Linked DNA regions of Sus scrofa: regions 1 and 2 are each linked to region 3. Evidence: chromatin contacts called from public HiChIP or PLAC-seq data. All regions are on one chromosome and are shown on one strand. The core of a region is the stretch at or near the end of the contact, and the rest is flanking DNA. Distances in the headings are between cores, read along the strand shown. Region 1 overlaps PICALM (phosphatidylinositol binding clathrin assembly protein). Region 2 overlaps PICALM (phosphatidylinositol binding clathrin assembly protein). Region 3 has its middle 31 kb from the start of EED.

Region 1 (2,700 bases), core at 3-2,502, 180 kb after region 3:
GGTGGGGAAAATATTTTCCTTCCTGAGATTTTGGAGCTCAGACTTAGAAGCACTTTCAAGTTATTGCTGTTAAGTAGAAACATTGTTCAGAGAAGAATCACAGGTGGAGAAAATGACTGGTTGAGTTCAAATACTAGGGGGAAGAGTGTTCTGCAGAGTTTGTTACTGTGCAGTATTTTTTTTCTCCCAATAATGTTTGCATATCTTTGGTTTTTGCATTTGATCCACTCTGAACTCATGCATGTACTCTGTCTCATTTTTCCTGTTATATGTGAAGTGTTATATTTTGGCTTCTGGAGTTTTCCTTTAGTTTTTATGTGGTCATTTCTAAAGCATACTGTATAGTTTTCATACCATTATTTGTTAGATCCTCTTTAACTTGAAATTTGAAAATATTCACATTTGTAATAGGCTCAGCTTTGTTTTTTCAGCCTTTTGGGAATAGCAGGTTGTGCAAAGAGTTGTAGATTTTTGGTTTAGTCTTTGTATTAAATAATGCCATTTTGAATGTTTTTTAAAAGTCCGGCTAGGACTATCCATATACATACTAAAATGAACATATTTATTGAAAAACTACGAGTGGCCATTATATGCGTTAAACTATTCTAGGCCTTTGGGGATATAGCAGAGAACTTAGTAGAGCCCTGCCTACATTACTTTAATTAGGAGACAAAGACATTAATTAAAGTAAGTTAGGTGATGATAAGTGCTTGAGAGAGAAATAAAGCAGAATAAGGGGGTATAGTGAGGGTTTGGAGGTAAAAGAGTGCAAGCCCTTATTATTTTTAATATTGAGAGCTGTTCATCTGATAGGATGTCATTTGAGCAGAGATCTGTAGGAATAAAGTTGGGGAGTAAGAGAAATGTGGGTTTCTGGGAGAAGACTGTTCTGGGCGGAAGGAACAGACACGCTGAGCACCTGAGGTGAGGGTACTTGGTTGATGGGAGGCATTGCAAAGAAGACATCAGTGTAACTGAAGCAAAGTGTCCAGAGAAGAGAACTGATCACAAAGAGAATATAGTGTAGGTAGAATGAATATATATATATATATATACACACACATACACACACACACAGAATATAAAATACTGTGGTTGCTGGCGTCATTTGAAATCAGGTTCTGTCTGACTGATCTAGCAGTTTACTTACCTCCCTGTGAAATTACTCACAAAGGTGTTTGTGGTTCCTTTTAAGATCTCTCAATCTAGTAGAAGAGAATGATGTGGAAGTCAGTAATGAAAGTATGGGATCATGTGACAGCTTTAGTGACTGTGTGGCAGGTACTTTAGTCTGTGGAGGGAATGATTTCACAAAGGAGAAGACGTCATTCATTTTGAAGAAAAAGCAAGAATGGAAGGTTATGGGTGTGAGGCAACAAGGTACCTTACAGAAAACTGGAAAATGGTTCCATGTTGGAAGCCAAAATTCAAGGAGGATATTGACAAAGAGGAAATGTATGCTAATCCTGTAAGCAGTGGGGACATCATTGACATTAGTCAGTGACAGTCAGTGTTGTGTTATAGGTCATTCTTTGTCCAGTTTAGAGAATGTTTGGGAGTGTGGGGTGGGTGAAACCCCAAAGTAGATGTCCTTAGAAGTGAAGAGGACAGTCAGTCCAGCATTTTCTCAGTGGGGTTAGTTTTAGGTGGGGCAGGTTTTTTGGGGGGCGGGGGGCATACCTGAAGCATATGGAAGTTCCCAGGCTAGGGAGTAAATTGGAGCTGTAGCTGCTGGCCTGTACCACATCCACAGCAATGTAGGATCTGAGCCATGTCTGTGACCTACACCACAGCTCACAGCAACGCCGGATCCTTAACCCACTGAGCGAGGCCAGGGATTGAACCCGCATCCTCATGGATACTAGTTGGGTTCATTATCACCAAGCCACAGTGGACACTTGGAGCAGTTTTTAATTGTGCAGTATTAATTGTGCATTGCCTGACAATCTCCCTTGTCCATGATGTTAAATGTCAGAAAAACCCTGCAGAGAGTATGATAATCTTTCTCCCCAATTTCTGCATGCTCCCCGAAGTGGTAACTTCTAGTTATGGAAAAACAGGATTTCAGCTCTGGCTTTGGGTAGTGATAGTGGGATGGAGAGGGGAAGGATGGATTGCCAGAAGTTTAAGAGACTTGGTTACTGATTGGCTCTAGGGAGTGTTTATGGACAAAGGCATTCAGATAGGAACACCCTTGGGCGGTATTGTGACAATTTTTTGATAGGTTCAATTTTGAAGACTAAAAAAAATAAAATGACTATCAGTGTCATTGTGAGAAAGTATTGAATAGCTTAAGATAGGATAGTTTCTGGAAGGATATAGAAAATATAGATAAATTGATAGAAAAAAAAAGCTAGAGATATAATTAAATTCAGAACTTGACCAGTATGCTTGAAGTTTGAAAGGATTCAGAATGAGCAAGACATAGGCAGGCCTTGCACCCAGTACATTATGTTTTGAGAGACACAGCAAACTTTAGCTTTGGGAATACGGCAAGCACAGTATATTCATTGCCGTAATACAGGTACAGAGTGCTATTCAAGAAGTTTCAGAGAAGGCAGAAATGAAATTCTAAAAGACCTCAAGTAAAATATCAGAGGCTGAATGGTACAAACCGAGTTGAATGTACTATTTAATTTTTGTTGCAAGTAGTCTGAATTGTGAAAGCCTTTCATTCTATGGGCACTCTGTTCGGTGCTT
Region 2 (2,700 bases), core at 199-2,698, 190 kb after region 3:
GTAGAATATTAGACAAATGAGGGGAACTTCTGAATGATGTTGATAGGTCTAGTGAGATAATGTTAACAAGTACCCAATAGAAAAGCATGGGGAAGTAGGAATGGTGCTTATACTGTAGTGAATGGAATAATGAATGAAAAGCAAGGTAGTGGCAACTCTTATTTTAAGAGTTATGCTTGTCTCTGCAGTAGAAGTGGTAGCCAAATGCAATTATGGGGTTAGTGCGTGTGTGTGTGTGTGTGTTTAAAATGTGATAATCTTGGCTTGCATGTTGATGGGAATGGTCTTGTATAAAGGAGATTAATGAGCTCCATTGTCCAGTGTAGTAACTACTTGGCATGTGTGGCTGTTTAACATGAAATAAAATCAAAACTGCCATTTCCTCAGTTGCATCAGCCACATTTCAGATACTCAGTAGCCACATGTGACTAGTAGCTACCATATTGAATGGTGCAGGTGTAGAACATTTAGACCATTGCAAATAATTTTATTGGACAGTGCTGTGTTAAAAGAAGACAGCCAAAGATTGTGACGGAGTGGGACCTGGAAGACCTGTGTGAGTGGTATTTACATTTGACAGAAAGAAATAGACTTCCTCCATTGTAATAGGAGCAGACCAGATAGATGTAGTTTTGGCAGCAAAATGGTCTATCTCTTTTTGTCATTTTCTATTTCTGAATGGAGTATTTGAGAGTTACGAGCTGAGCGAGAGCTTGTTGTTGGGTATGGGAGGCAGGGAAGGACAGGTGGGAGAAGGTGGTTTGAAAGTACTCAGAAGGAACTCACTGGACAGGCTAAGAGGTTTGCTGGCAATGCTGAGGCCCCATTTGAGGTTGATGATCAAGAATTTGTAGTTTTACCAGTTTCTCAGTTTTCTTTACAGGCATTCAGCTGCATGTGTAGTGTATAGGCATGGGGAAGGTAAAAGTGTGCTCACTTAGGATTAGGAGTTTGCCAGGTGACTGCAAAGGAATAAGAGGTGCAAAAGGGTATTTGCAGAGGAGTATAATAATGATCTGTGGAATCATAAGGTAGATGAAAGAAGGAAAAGTGAAAAGAGATCAAATGTGGATAGTGGTGGGGGGTAGATAGAGTGAAGTGTATGATCAAGTCAGATAGTTTTTGCCATGGGGGAATACCAAGGCAGCTGGAAAGTTAAAAGGTTATTGTCATAGGATGAGGTGTCTGAATTTTGTCTTTTTCTCATGGTGCGGGGGAGGGGCAAGGGGTGGGAATAATGTGCTTGGCAGGGACAGTAAGGTCAGGATCTGATTATGAAAATAGAAATTATGGTTAAGGGACTTTGAGATCAAGATGTTGGATTTGTTGTGCATATAAGATGATGATGTTAACCAAGAAAAACTGAGCCAGTGTTCAAGCCTTCTGTGATGGAGGGGAAGTGATAAGGTCAAAAAGTTACTTCAGCAAGAAGAGTGAGGGAGAACTAAAAGGATACTCACAGTGACTAATAAAATGGGAGTGTGATGTGTGTGAGAATAAAGAAAAGGTTACAAAGAGGGAGTGTTGTCCTTATCCCAAACTCCAGCAGCTGCTACCAGTCAGTATAGTTTAGTACTTGAGAGCATATAGGTGCCAGTGGGTTAACATATCTTATTTGGGAGAGTTGTTGGGCTAAAGCTGGTCAATAATTGCCGGCTTAAGGTAGTTCCGTGTTTATTCTTTTAACTCATGTTTTGTCCCTCAAAGCACTGTTTTTGCTTTTCATTGCTTAATTATTTTTCTGGTATCTGGGGTTGTGGTTGAAGGGGTAACTTAGAGCAGCCTTTTTAAAGTATAGGTTGTTTGTAAATTAGGGAAAGCCTATACGTTTCTTGAAAGGGCCTTTTTACTCTGAAGAAAGCTTATGGAGAGCACTGATTTGTAGACTCATACACCAGGGTTTACATCCTGACCCTAATATCAGTTAGTTTTCTGACTTTAGTTTTATAATCTCACTGAACCTAAAATTTTTCATCGTAAAAAATAGGATAAGACTGTAGGATTTTTGTGAGGATTTGAAAAACATACATCAGGTACTCAATATGGAGCCTGATATATGACAAAGATTTAGTGTTTGTTGTGTGCCTGAACCCCAATACCTCTTTATCTAGTGTTTTCGGTATCAGTTTTGTAAAATTCTAGTTTGTTTGGTACTGCTAATATTTGTCTATATTTAGAAATATGTAAAGAAATATTTAAAGACATTTTTGGGGAAATATTTAGCAGAATATTTTATTAAAAACCATTCCTCTTAAGTATCACTTATTTTAATGGCCAGATTAGAATGACTTGGTAACATTGTCCTTTATTTTGTAGTAAAACAATTTTATTTTGGTTTGAGCCATGAATAAAATACCTTAAATAAAATGGTGATTACCAAGACTTGAGTTCAGCTGCAGACCACATTGTGTCCTATTTAGTGATTTGAGGCAAATTATTTTTTAAAATTTGTCACTTAAAAAAAAAAGTCTGTCAATCTGTCCTTTACCCATGTGAGTGGAGTGAGGATCAGATGATTTTCTCATGTAAAAAGTATACTGTAAACCTGGCTGTATAATGTAAGTTTTTATTTTTATGTCTCATGTTTTACATCTTCTTAGTTTTAAATGAGCACCTTGATATTGGACATATGGTGTTTCTTGTTTTTGTGGGGGTTTTTTGGTATGATTTCTTCTTGAGGTTTTAGGTTCAATAATGACT
Region 3 (2,700 bases), core at 34-2,533:
CTCAGCCTAATGAGAGAGCCAACCACTGAACGTTCTTCCATAAAGAAATATCCAGAGGGGAAGACAAATGTTTCAGCAATATTTCGCATTGAACAAGTTGCACAGTTCTTTATTACTGCATTATCAGATGTATATTCCTATATGCTCCCATCCTCAGTGGATAAAAGCAAACTTTTCCCTTTCTTAAAATTGAGAGTGTTAAAGGTTATTCCTGTTATGTGTGAACAAAGGAGGCTCTGTGGTAGGTGAGTCTGAATGGTATCTTGTTTAATCAGCTATCCATGTACCTAGATAGGGAGATGTCTTACAATTTCAGCATAGTTATAAACTTCAGAGTTCATATAACCACTGCCCTGATTCTTTAGAGGCTGTTTAGAGGACGTTAGTAGGGTAGATTTGTGGTTCATTAACAGCCATGAGGGGCTAGAGCCCAGGTCCCTGATTCTCCGTCCAGTGCTTTTTCTGCAGCAGGCTGAGATTTGCAGGACATTTACTTCTCATCCCTTTTCTCTTCCTTCTCCCTTCTCTCCCTTTTTCTTTCTTTCTTTCTTTCTTTCTTTCTTTTTTTCTTTCTTTCTTTCTTTCTTTCTTTCTTTCTTTCTTTCTTAACAGTGCAGTTATCTCTGTTCTTTGAGAATGGGATGTTTGAAGTCATCCTTCAACAGGGATGAAGGAAATTAATTCAACATTTATCGAAGGATTATTTTCTGCTCTCTAGACACCATGTTATACATTTGGTTGGATACAGTAGATAAGCTGTACGGAGATAACTAAAATACAAAGCAGCGTACATAAGTGCTTGGTAAACAGGTTTTACAGGTTGTCAGAGGTGGATGTGAGGAAGCTGGCCCGGGACTTGGGCTTTTAAGGAATGAGAGAGATTTTCAAAAGGAAATAAGGACTGAAGGTAGGAAAAGAATTCAGGTAATGTGAAGAGTAATAACAAGCATACAGAGGAAGGAACCTATTGAGGGGGGTGTCGAGTAGAATCACATGACTAACAAAGAGTTTGTATTAGAGGAGAAAATGGAAGACTGGACTGGGAAACAGGCTGTGATGTTTACGCAGCCAGGCAATGAACTCTTCCTATTATCTAGACTACAGTAGCTCAAATACAAAGAGGGTGGAAGCCCCAGTCAGATGTCGTGGAGGTGTAGACAGGTCACCTAGAATTTGGCTGGAAATGGACAAAGTCAACAACCAGGTTAAATAAGGATGCTGCTAAGAACTGGGTGGAGTGTCAGGAGCCACAGTTCAAGGAGACTCTTACTAACACTCTCCTTCCTCCAGGGGGAGCTCAAGGTTTCCATCTTTCATTCCAAAGTAGAAGGAACTCTGAAGTGAATCTTTGTTCTAGATTCGCTAGAATCTAGGGAATTTATAGGAAGAAATAGGAGAATTTATAGCAACAATGATTCTGTGGTACATTCTGTTGGAGAAGTGAAGTCATTATAAATGAAAGTGGGCTGAGAGAATATTTTCCCCATCAGTCATCTCTGGCGACTCTCAGCTCTGGTCAGCTCTTGTAATACTCTTATCTTGTCACCTCTTCCCCGACTCTGATTAGTGTCTGGGACATTCTGAAGTCAGAAGGGCAAGCGTCCCTGGGGAGTCCACATTGTCTAGCCCAGCTGCTGAGCAAGAGACCTAATAGGATTTGGGGCCAGCATGAGCTGGTAATAAAGAATGGGCATTTGCCCCGAGAGTTCTTTGCATGGTGAGAAGCTTGTGTAGCCACTTGTATGATGCAGAGTCCTGGTCAGACAGCTTCCGCCTAAGTGTATATGATCTGGTGTGGTTACTTAGGGGTCTAGGATTTCATGGGTGGGATTCTTGCTGAGATAGGATCTTACTCAAAGCTTCAGCTGATGATTACAAATAGGCAGAGGTGGAGAACTATTTCTGGCAGCAAAAAAGGCTGAAGCTACAAAGACCCTTAGCTGCACATTCGTGTGGCTTCATCCCTCATGGTGGCAGCAGAATCTGGCTTTGGTCCGAGGTCACTTCTGGGACTGGAACAGTGTCATCAGCAGGAGCTGGGAATTTGAAGGAATGCAAAGCCAAATGTGAGGCACATGCCTTCTCTAAAATAAAATCTGTCTGGGAGTTCCCTGGTGGTGCAGCAGGTTAAGGATCCGAGCTGTGGTTCAGGTCACAGCTGTGGTGCATGTTTGTTCTCTGGCTTTGGAACTTCCACATTTAAAGACAAAAAAAAGATAATTAAAGTCTGTCTGCCTTCTTGAACAGAGCCTGCCTTGTCTTAATTTAGGAGGAAGGAGCTGGAAATGCAAGAGCAATAGCATGAATCTAGGACCCTGGAAAACTGTTTAATCTCCAGGAATGAAGGAGACCTGTGAATGACCTAGGGGAGACAGATGCCAAACTTTAAAATTCTTCGTTTTGCTGGTTCACAGTGATATTTAAGTCCAGATCTTTGGGAGGGCAGGCAGCCTGCACAGGTGTTGGACTTACCCTAGCCTTTGAGTATCAGAATGTCATAATTTTAACCTAATTTTTTCCCTGCATACATTCAGAGAACATTTTTGGTTTTGGTTTTGGTTTTTTACTGCCTTTTATGTTTCAGTTATAGGAACCACATAATTGTTCTAGCCTGCCAGCTGATATTCTAACATGAAAGCCTATGGGTTCTAGTCCAAATAATCTCTTATTCTATCATTTATATGCTTCTAACTTTTCTTA

The links. HiChIP or PLAC-seq counts read pairs in DNA pulled down with a chosen protein or histone mark.
Region 1: a contact with region 3 is called in an H3K27ac HiChIP or PLAC-seq map of alveolar macrophages. The contact joins two enhancer-like sites. A contact is called at or near these places in 13 of 47 Hi-C or Micro-C datasets (alveolar macrophages, blood, embryonic fibroblasts and 6 more) and 1 of 2 datasets of contacts at active chromatin or transcription factors (alveolar macrophages).
Region 2: an H3K27ac HiChIP or PLAC-seq map of alveolar macrophages shows a contact between it and region 3. The contact joins two enhancer-like sites. A contact is called at or near these places in 1 of 47 Hi-C or Micro-C datasets (subcutaneous adipose tissue) and 1 of 2 datasets of contacts at active chromatin or transcription factors (alveolar macrophages).

What each region holds. Positions count from the first base shown.
Region 1 is chr9:19,914,678-19,917,377 of Sscrofa11.1, reverse strand. All of the region lies in intron 1 of PICALM (phosphatidylinositol binding clathrin assembly protein), which reads left to right. Among named protein-coding and RNA genes, the nearest start is that of PICALM, 31 kb to the left of the region's middle. Within about 2 kb of position 1,252, at least 2 of the 83 cell types and tissues checked have an H3K27ac peak or open chromatin away from gene starts, as enhancers often do. A contact at or near this core is called in alveolar macrophages, where this site is marked.
Region 2 is chr9:19,897,974-19,900,673 of Sscrofa11.1, reverse strand. The region is part of intron 4 of PICALM (phosphatidylinositol binding clathrin assembly protein); the gene reads left to right. Among named protein-coding and RNA genes, the nearest start is that of PICALM, 48 kb to the left of the region's middle. Within about 2 kb of position 1,448, at least 2 of the 83 cell types and tissues checked have an H3K27ac peak or open chromatin away from gene starts, as enhancers often do. A contact at or near this core is called in alveolar macrophages, where this site is marked.
Region 3 is chr9:20,091,029-20,093,728 of Sscrofa11.1, reverse strand. No RefSeq gene overlaps it. Among named protein-coding and RNA genes, the nearest start is that of EED, 31 kb to the left of the region's middle. Within about 2 kb of position 1,283, at least 12 of the 83 cell types and tissues checked have an H3K27ac peak or open chromatin away from gene starts, as enhancers often do. A contact at or near this core is called in alveolar macrophages, where this site is marked.